Linked DNA regions of Hordeum vulgare: region 1 is linked to region 2. Evidence: chromatin contacts called from public Hi-C data. All regions are on one chromosome and are shown on one strand. The core of a region is the stretch at or near the end of the contact, and the rest is flanking DNA. Distances in the headings are between cores, read along the strand shown. Region 1 has its middle 46 kb from the start of LOC123449510. Region 2 has its middle 45 kb from the start of LOC123449510.

What was found. A called contact is a pair of places that touch in the nucleus more often than the background predicts.
Region 1: a contact with region 2 is called in a Hi-C map of leaf, with 5 times the contacts expected there. The contact joins two enhancer-like sites. A contact is called at or near these places in 6 of 6 Hi-C or Micro-C datasets (leaf, seedling and an unstated tissue).

What each region holds. Positions count from the first base shown.
Region 1 is chr4H:559,973,354-559,977,207 of MorexV3_pseudomolecules_assembly, forward strand. No RefSeq gene overlaps it. Among protein-coding and RNA genes, the nearest start is that of LOC123449510, 46 kb to the left of the region's middle. Within about 2 kb of position 2,073, at least 3 of the 3 cell types and tissues checked have open chromatin away from gene starts, as enhancers often do. A contact at or near this core is called in leaf, where this site is marked.
Region 2 is chr4H:559,881,856-559,885,706 of MorexV3_pseudomolecules_assembly, forward strand. It overlaps the pseudogene LOC123447034. Among protein-coding and RNA genes, the nearest start is that of LOC123449510, 45 kb to the right of the region's middle. Within about 2 kb of position 2,431, at least 2 of the 3 cell types and tissues checked have open chromatin away from gene starts, as enhancers often do. A contact at or near this core is called in leaf, where this site is marked.

The DNA of each region.
Region 1 (3,854 bases), core at 823-3,322, 91 kb after region 2:
GATCTATCTCCCCAAAAGATAATCGGTCACTACCGACTGTGGGCATACATGTATGACCAGGTAGTCGGAATTCGTCACTCTTGAATCCGTGTAGGTTTGCCGAGAGTCTGAATGAAGCAGCCCCGAGCTACAACCCAAGAATCTCCAAAATGTTGGAGACATCGAAGGAAGTCATTCACTCGGTCTCCAAAACCTCAACCGATTCGGGGGCTACTGATGGGGTTGTACATTACGGGTAGGCCTACGGACCTGCTTCCCTAGGCCCACCTAGGACCCCTTACAGACATCAGTGTCCTTAAAGTCACCGGTGTAGTATCGACCTCACTCGATACAACATATCGTCACTCGGCGTGCGTGGAGTCACTCGGATCACCTTGTATCAGTCGGATGCATCCTCGCACTCGGACCACAGCAAGGTGAAGGCACCGAAAAGGCTGCAACGGCTAAGGACTTAATCCATCACATGAAGTGCACTGAAGACCCATGTTACGAGTAACGCCGAGAGTTATAGCTGTCGTTTCTAGTAACTTTCCTATTTATTAGCATCATCTCACCTTGTAATGAAGCTCGGTCTGTCATGACATGTACTATATAAGCCACTCCCGGGCTCGAGCTCAAGGGTTCATCACCTTGTAATCTTACCTACCCCATAAGAAAACATCAGCCTCAGGGCTCGAGACGTAGGGATGTTACCACTTCCGAGTGGGGCCTGAACTCGTACATCCGAGTGCATCCGTTGCGCCTAATTAGACTTCGCTCCTTCGTTCGTACCCCTAGGTACTATTGTGAGGATAATTCCCATGACAGTTGGCGTTGCGACTTGTGTAGCGACGATGATGATGGCGTTCGGAGCTGAGGCGCAGTTTGTCCTTCTGATGTCGACGGTCGGTCCTGTTCGCCAACAAGTGTGCCTATGCTTGTTACTCATTGTGAGTGAGAAGGATAATGAATTGGACTCCGCGTTTTAAAAAAAACTAACCAGAACATCGGCAAAAGGATAATAATTTCTTGAATGATTTTACTATTACCTTTTCTGTTCATCCCGGAGCAAACTCTCCTTGAAAGCCAAGACGCTAGACTTGCTCTGATCTAATTAACCGGATAACTATGCATCCCATCCCATGGCAATTACATCTCCGTTATAGTAGTGTTGCAGCCACAGAGAATCAGATGTTTCCATTATTCCTGACAGCTCAAGAGAAAAGAATACTGCGCTGCTCTGAGCCCGGTGATTCTTAAATTCTGCAAGTTCCTGAATTTCTTAAACGGACTAGCTAGCTGCTGTGTGCTGCTGAAGTCCTTCTAACCCCGTCGCGATTAAAACTCTGGATAGAAAAGCCATGGCCCTCCCCCTCCGCTCCATTTGGCCTAATCTAAATGTATATATTCCCTTTCTAACGTGTCCCATTCTTTGGACAAGGTCTCCCATCAGCTTCTGATTGAGTGGTACATGACGGTGTTTTTGTTTATGGAACGGTGACAGTCAGTGATGGTACGCTTATTCCAGAAACAATATTATACCCTTCTCGACGCACATAGTATTGTTTTCTACGATATCCCTATCCACGAACCCCAATTTCTTCCTGTACCAACTAACTGCACGCGTTTTTTCTATTGCCACTGCGTCATGGGGCCAAGTTTTTCTTGTCAGAGTAGACATGGTAAACGATCGCCAGAACTAGTCCTCCCCTGGCGTGGCAGCGTCCCTGTGCCAAGCCCCCTCGATCTGGAGGCGCATTCCTGTACAAACTTGGCAGCGATTTCATTGCTGCTCCGTATATGCCATCGATCGACCGAGCAGTACTACAGGACCACAGCATACATGTATACACGAATGTACTACCTTCCTTCTTAAATATAAGTTTTTTTAAAAATTTCATTAATGAATTACATGTGAATATTTATAAACATATTTTAAAATATAAATTCATTCATTTTACTTCGTGTATCGAACGTAATGAAATCTCTAAAAAAAATTATATTTAAAAATAGGAAGAGTACTCTGCATGGTTGGAGTATGGACTAGGCCAACCGTGCAGATCAATGCGAAATGAGATGGTTGGTGGCCTGGCGCAAAGAGGACCACTTATATTTTAAAAATTAAAATCGTGCGCGTCTACGTGCCACCGAGGCACGGAACCGGATAGCAAATTTGTGTACAAAAATGTCCAGCGGCCAAGACAGTGTGCATGCAGTGTGAGCGTGACAAATTATCCATGTGCCGATAGAGCTGTGCGTCTCCCCGCAAAAAAAAAAAAAAAAGAGCCGTGCATCCACGCTAACAGCGGCTTTTGCACGGGGTCATCAATAACAGCCTGATCCAGAAACGTTAGATCTACATTTCAGAGCTCTCTCTGGGACCGAGCCAATCCGCTCGAAAAATAACACTCCCTCTGTCCCATAATTTTTATAGTTTGTTTAAAAATAAATGTATAAATATAGTAAAACATGACTAGATGCATTTATATCTAGATAAATCTAAGACAAGAATTTTAAGACGTTGGGAGTACGTAGTAATCATGATCCAAGCTGTGCTACGTTTCTATCATGAGAAACCATGGTCCCTCTCTATCTGTATACGTGTCGTTTGGGATCGAGGCCTGACCCGTTCCCAGACGAATAGTGTACCCATGCATTTTCTTGGGGTCCGGTTTGGATTTGGATCTGGTGTCTCGGCTTACAAATGGGTTGGGGATCGGAACCGGGAATTACTTCTCGGATCCAACAATGCATCCACGAACCAGTTCATGCTCCATGATACCTAGCTCAGTAAACTACTGCTACTTGCACACTCTATACAAGATAAACAAAACGGAAAGTGTGTAGTGGTTAAGCGAAACCACTTGCGGCGCGTAGCGACGTACGCGCTACATGTTCGCTTGCGATTGGATAAGCAGGAATCACCCCACTCGTAGATGAAAATGGTAGTTTAGGACCGGTTGTTGATATATACAAAATTGCTGTCAATCAAGCAGGAATCAGCAAGCTTGCCCGTTAAAAAAGCAGCAAGCTAGCTTCTAGTTTAGCTTGCGTAGGGCACACACGAGAAAGAGAAAGAGAAATGCATCGATCGATTGCCTTGAGACTCGGACTATTACATCATCATCACGCGCGCATGTCTACCACCTCCTCTATCTAGCACTCTCCACATTTCCAGCCATAGCTAGCTTAGCTTAGTTAGTTGTACGCACTCTAGTGCATTACTAGTGCTACTCATCTATAATCAACAGGTTAAGCGAGTTTCCTGGGCATCTATAAGCACCGTTTTGGAGTATTCTATATCGTCAGCCCCTTTATCTGCCTTGGATGCGTGCGGTGTTGAATTGTATGCTTTTTTATATGTGCTTTGTTGTTTTATTTATAAAACGGGACGGAACACTTTTTCGAGATGGCATTGCAAAGAGTCGAAAACAACCCTTTTGTTTTGAGAATCTGGTGCCGGTCAGGTGGCCCTGCCTGCGGTGCATGCATGCGATGCCTGCGGGACGGAAAAGGTGGCAGCGTCTACTCCCTTAATTCCCGGGTAATCACGGATCCAGTCTCCTCCTCTCTCACCGTGAGCTAATTTGGATCGATGCGCGCCAGCAACAGCGATTAGGGTTAAGACTTGACTTGGTCACCCGGCAGCACTAGCTTTATCATTACTGCATCCATGCGTTCTGCTGGCCGATACACAGTTCTTTACTACGAGCCTGAATCTATCCATCACTCTGGCCTCTGGGCATTTGCGTTTCGGTGTGTTGATGAGGACTGGGTAGTACTGGATAGACCTGACAGTTTCGCACGGCTCGAGATGGGGTCGCGGCCGTGTCCGTCCTCGTGCGCTCATACGCCCATCTGTATAGGCTCCTCTT
Region 2 (3,851 bases), core at 1,181-3,680:
TTAATACAGAAAGGGAATATATTCTTATGCACATTTCTCTTTTACTTATATACATTAAATAGTTTTTGTGTACAGGTTGAACAATTTTCAAATACATGATTACATTTTTTTAAATACCTGATGTATAGTTTTATTTTCCATATATGTATTTCAACACTTTTTTAGTATGAGGACAACATCTTTTTAAAATATACAGGTATCAATTTTTCATAGACACCAGGTAAATGTGTAATACATGTGTAAGATTTTTGAAATATATTATCAACAATTTCTCCAATATATGTTTTGACGCCTATTTCATTTCGCAAACACATATACATTTTTGGTATACACATAAAGACATTTGTATTCTCTCAAAAACAACATATAAAGATATTTGTATACATTTAAGGATTATCCAAATAAATTATTAATACTTTTTAAAATATATATTTTGATAAACCTTGCACATATTCCTTACACATCTGGATCAATTTTATATACAATGTTATCATTTTTCCAAATGCATGATCAATATTTTTTAATTATTTCTTTTTTATGAGTACTTCTTTGAACACACCTTGTACTTTTTTTATACATTAGGAAAAAATTCAAGTACATGATTAACATTTTTCAAACATATATTTCAATTTAACTTTCTATCATTAATGTTGTACATTTTTCGTATCGAAGTTCAATATTTTTGTATAGACGGTTAACATTCTCTAAATACTGATTAAAGTTCAATGTCTTGTGAAAATTACTGAAATACTGAGCAATTTTATGAAACGTTGCGAAAAATGAGCACGTGATTTTTTTCTCAAAAACAGAACATTTTTTTAATTCATTTTTTTTAAATACAAGCATGTTTTAAAGTTCTGGAACAGAATTTGAAAACAAATTTATTTTTTCAAAGCGCGAGCATTTTTAAAAATTCCAAACCATATTTCAGAATGCAAACATTTTTTAGAAACTAGAAAAAAAGTTGAAACTCCAGAACAAAAATTGAAAGCACGAACATTTATTTAAAGTTCCAAACAATTATTGAAACTAGAACATTTTTCAAAACTCCTGAACAAAATTTTAAAAGAGGAAAATATTTAAATCTTGTGAAACTCCTGAACAAATTTGAGGATAACTAGCAAATGAGCTCGTGCGTTTCAACGGGTAAAAAGAAAATACATTTCCGAACATAATAAGCATGACTCGAGACTTCAATAGGTCAATATCCTTTATTTCAACACATGTCATCCCATCAGTGTTTCTCTTTATCTTTTCCCACTCTCGTCAACGGTGGCCTTAGTGTTCATACCATCGCAAGACGTTTGAATGTTGTCATTCTTAATACGTCTCCCTCTTGGTGTAGGATGATAAATCTATTTTTCTGAGAGATTTTGGTACGGAGTGTATGCGTGGTTGTAGATATTTTTTCGTTTCACATCTTGATTTTACCGAAGTGTTCATTATCAATTCTGTCGGCGCCGGTATGAATGAAAGGCTGACCATACACTCTTGATTAAGGTTTAAATTGTTTCCAAACCGAATGTTGGAGCACAAACATTTTTTAAAAACTATATTTTTATCAAAACTTCGGAATAAACAGTGAAACACGAATATTTACTTAAAAATTTAACCAATTATTAAAACTTGAAAAAAAACTGAAGCTCCTAAACAAAATTTTAACATAGGAACAATCTTCAAATACAATAACATTTTTTGAATCTTCGAACTAAACTTGGAAACATGAACATTCTTTGAAATCGGCGAAATTTTTTGAAAAGAAATTATTTATTGAAATTCCCATTTTCTTACGAAAAAGTTGTGACAATTTTGAACAAAAACAAAAGGCAAAGAAAATTTTGAACATTTTCTGTGAAACTCAAAGAAATTAATCAGAAATGTCAATTTATTTTAAATTCCCAAACATTTGTTAAAATTAGCAAACATTTAACAAAATTGTGAAGATAATTTGAAAACAGGAAAAATGTATTGAATTAAGAACAATACTTCAAATTTCCAAACCATTTTTTAAAAAAGATAAAAATAAACATGAACAAAAAAAAGGAAAACCTCTCTCGAACTGAGCTACTTCTGCTTTTTCTAACAAAAAGTTCGAGTAGTTCAGTGAAAAAACGGTCAAGCTTTGTTCCATCCTACCTAGCTCCTCAAGATTGCACCCGCTCAATGCCTTTTTCATTGTCCGTTCTAAGATGGATTTGAACGACTCTCTCTGTTTGGATTTCGAGTCCAAAAGGCCCAGCGAAAAAGGATTTTCAGTCATATGCCCATGCGAGCGAGAACCATTAGAAGAGAACAAAAGGAAAAGGAAACTTGAAAAAAGAAAAGCTAAAATCAGAAGAAAGTCACGTTCCAAACTGGAACAAGGGAACTGGTCAAACGGTCCGGCCCAGTCGCTTCGCTAGTGTGCCTCGCTGTGCGACGCTGCCACAATTTGCCGCGACGAGCGGCTAATAGAGATTTCCAGACATAAGGGAGCTCCTTTACGGCGGTAGATGCTATATGACGCCCTTCTGCGTCTGATCGTCTCTCGTTCGCGGGAATCATTAGTTAGCAGGCGCTCCTTTCGGAGTTTCCGAGAGAGCACTCTTGCGTGTTGTTATTTGGCGCGTTTTCAACCGCCGCCACGTGTCACGTTTTGAGCGTTTCTTCGAAAATTCGTTTTATTATTACTAGCAAAAGAGCCCGTGCGTTGCAACGGGAGAGAAAATAACACGCACTCTTGATACAATAACCACGACTCAAGACCTTAATAAGTCCACGTCTTTTAGTTTCAAATGCCATCACATTTTAAGATCCCTCTCTCTGAGAAAAAATTCAGTACGTTCAGTATGCTTAGTTACAGAGAGATTATACGTCAACTCGATGCATACTTAATTAACAAATCAAGAAATCAAAGTATGAAAGAATATTGCGTGTAGGTATTCCAAACAATTTAAATTTATGTCATGTGAACTTATATTATTAATAAACATATAATAAGTAAGCATGGATATGATCTTACTTGCTGTTTCAAGTTGCATGGTCTGTGTCCTCCTCGGTGATGACCATAAATATTTGCATTATGATGAAAATAGCAAAGTGTGTTTTATTAATTAATGATAGCATATGCATAAAAGCATTATTTTTGTCTTGCTGATATAAGTGTTTGCATTTGTAATCCAAGTAAAATTTTAATTTGGTTGCAAACATATTAGACATCTTCATAAAAAACAATAAATTTATAAGTACATGCATGCCAAATGTTCAAGGTTGCATATCAACATCCATATACTTAAAAAAAATCATTAGCAAAACAGTTTTAAAAAATATGAAAAAACAAAGTTAAGCCATTGGTTTACGTAAAGTTTGTATAAGCATCATTGTTCAGTTTTTTATACGTTAGAAACACTTTTTTACGGAAAGAACTTGCACCAACTGATCAAACAAACTTACTCTTGCACGTCTATACTGCAGCGTGATTGACAGCAAACATAGAACTGTGCCCATGCCTGCACCTGCATTGATAGATAAATTGGGAAATCGAATTAGCATGACTGTTTCAAACAAGCAGCAGCATGGCTGCATGAGCGAAGAGATCCCAATTTTAGAAATAGAAGGATCAGTACATCTAATTATCAATTACACCTTTAGTGGTTGAATTTGTAAGTTGTAGCTGTGAAACTGAATCGATGTGGCGTGCTGCCCCTGTCGACTGCGAAGATCAGAACGAAAGGAGGCAGGGAGCGAGCCAGCAAGGGATGGATTCTTGGCGCCGTGCGCGCTGCCGTGCACACGCGCTATCATTGATCAGCCGGCAGCAACAACCGTGGCCTGCACTGCCGCGTGCCGCCGCCGCACTTCGCCGCCCCGCG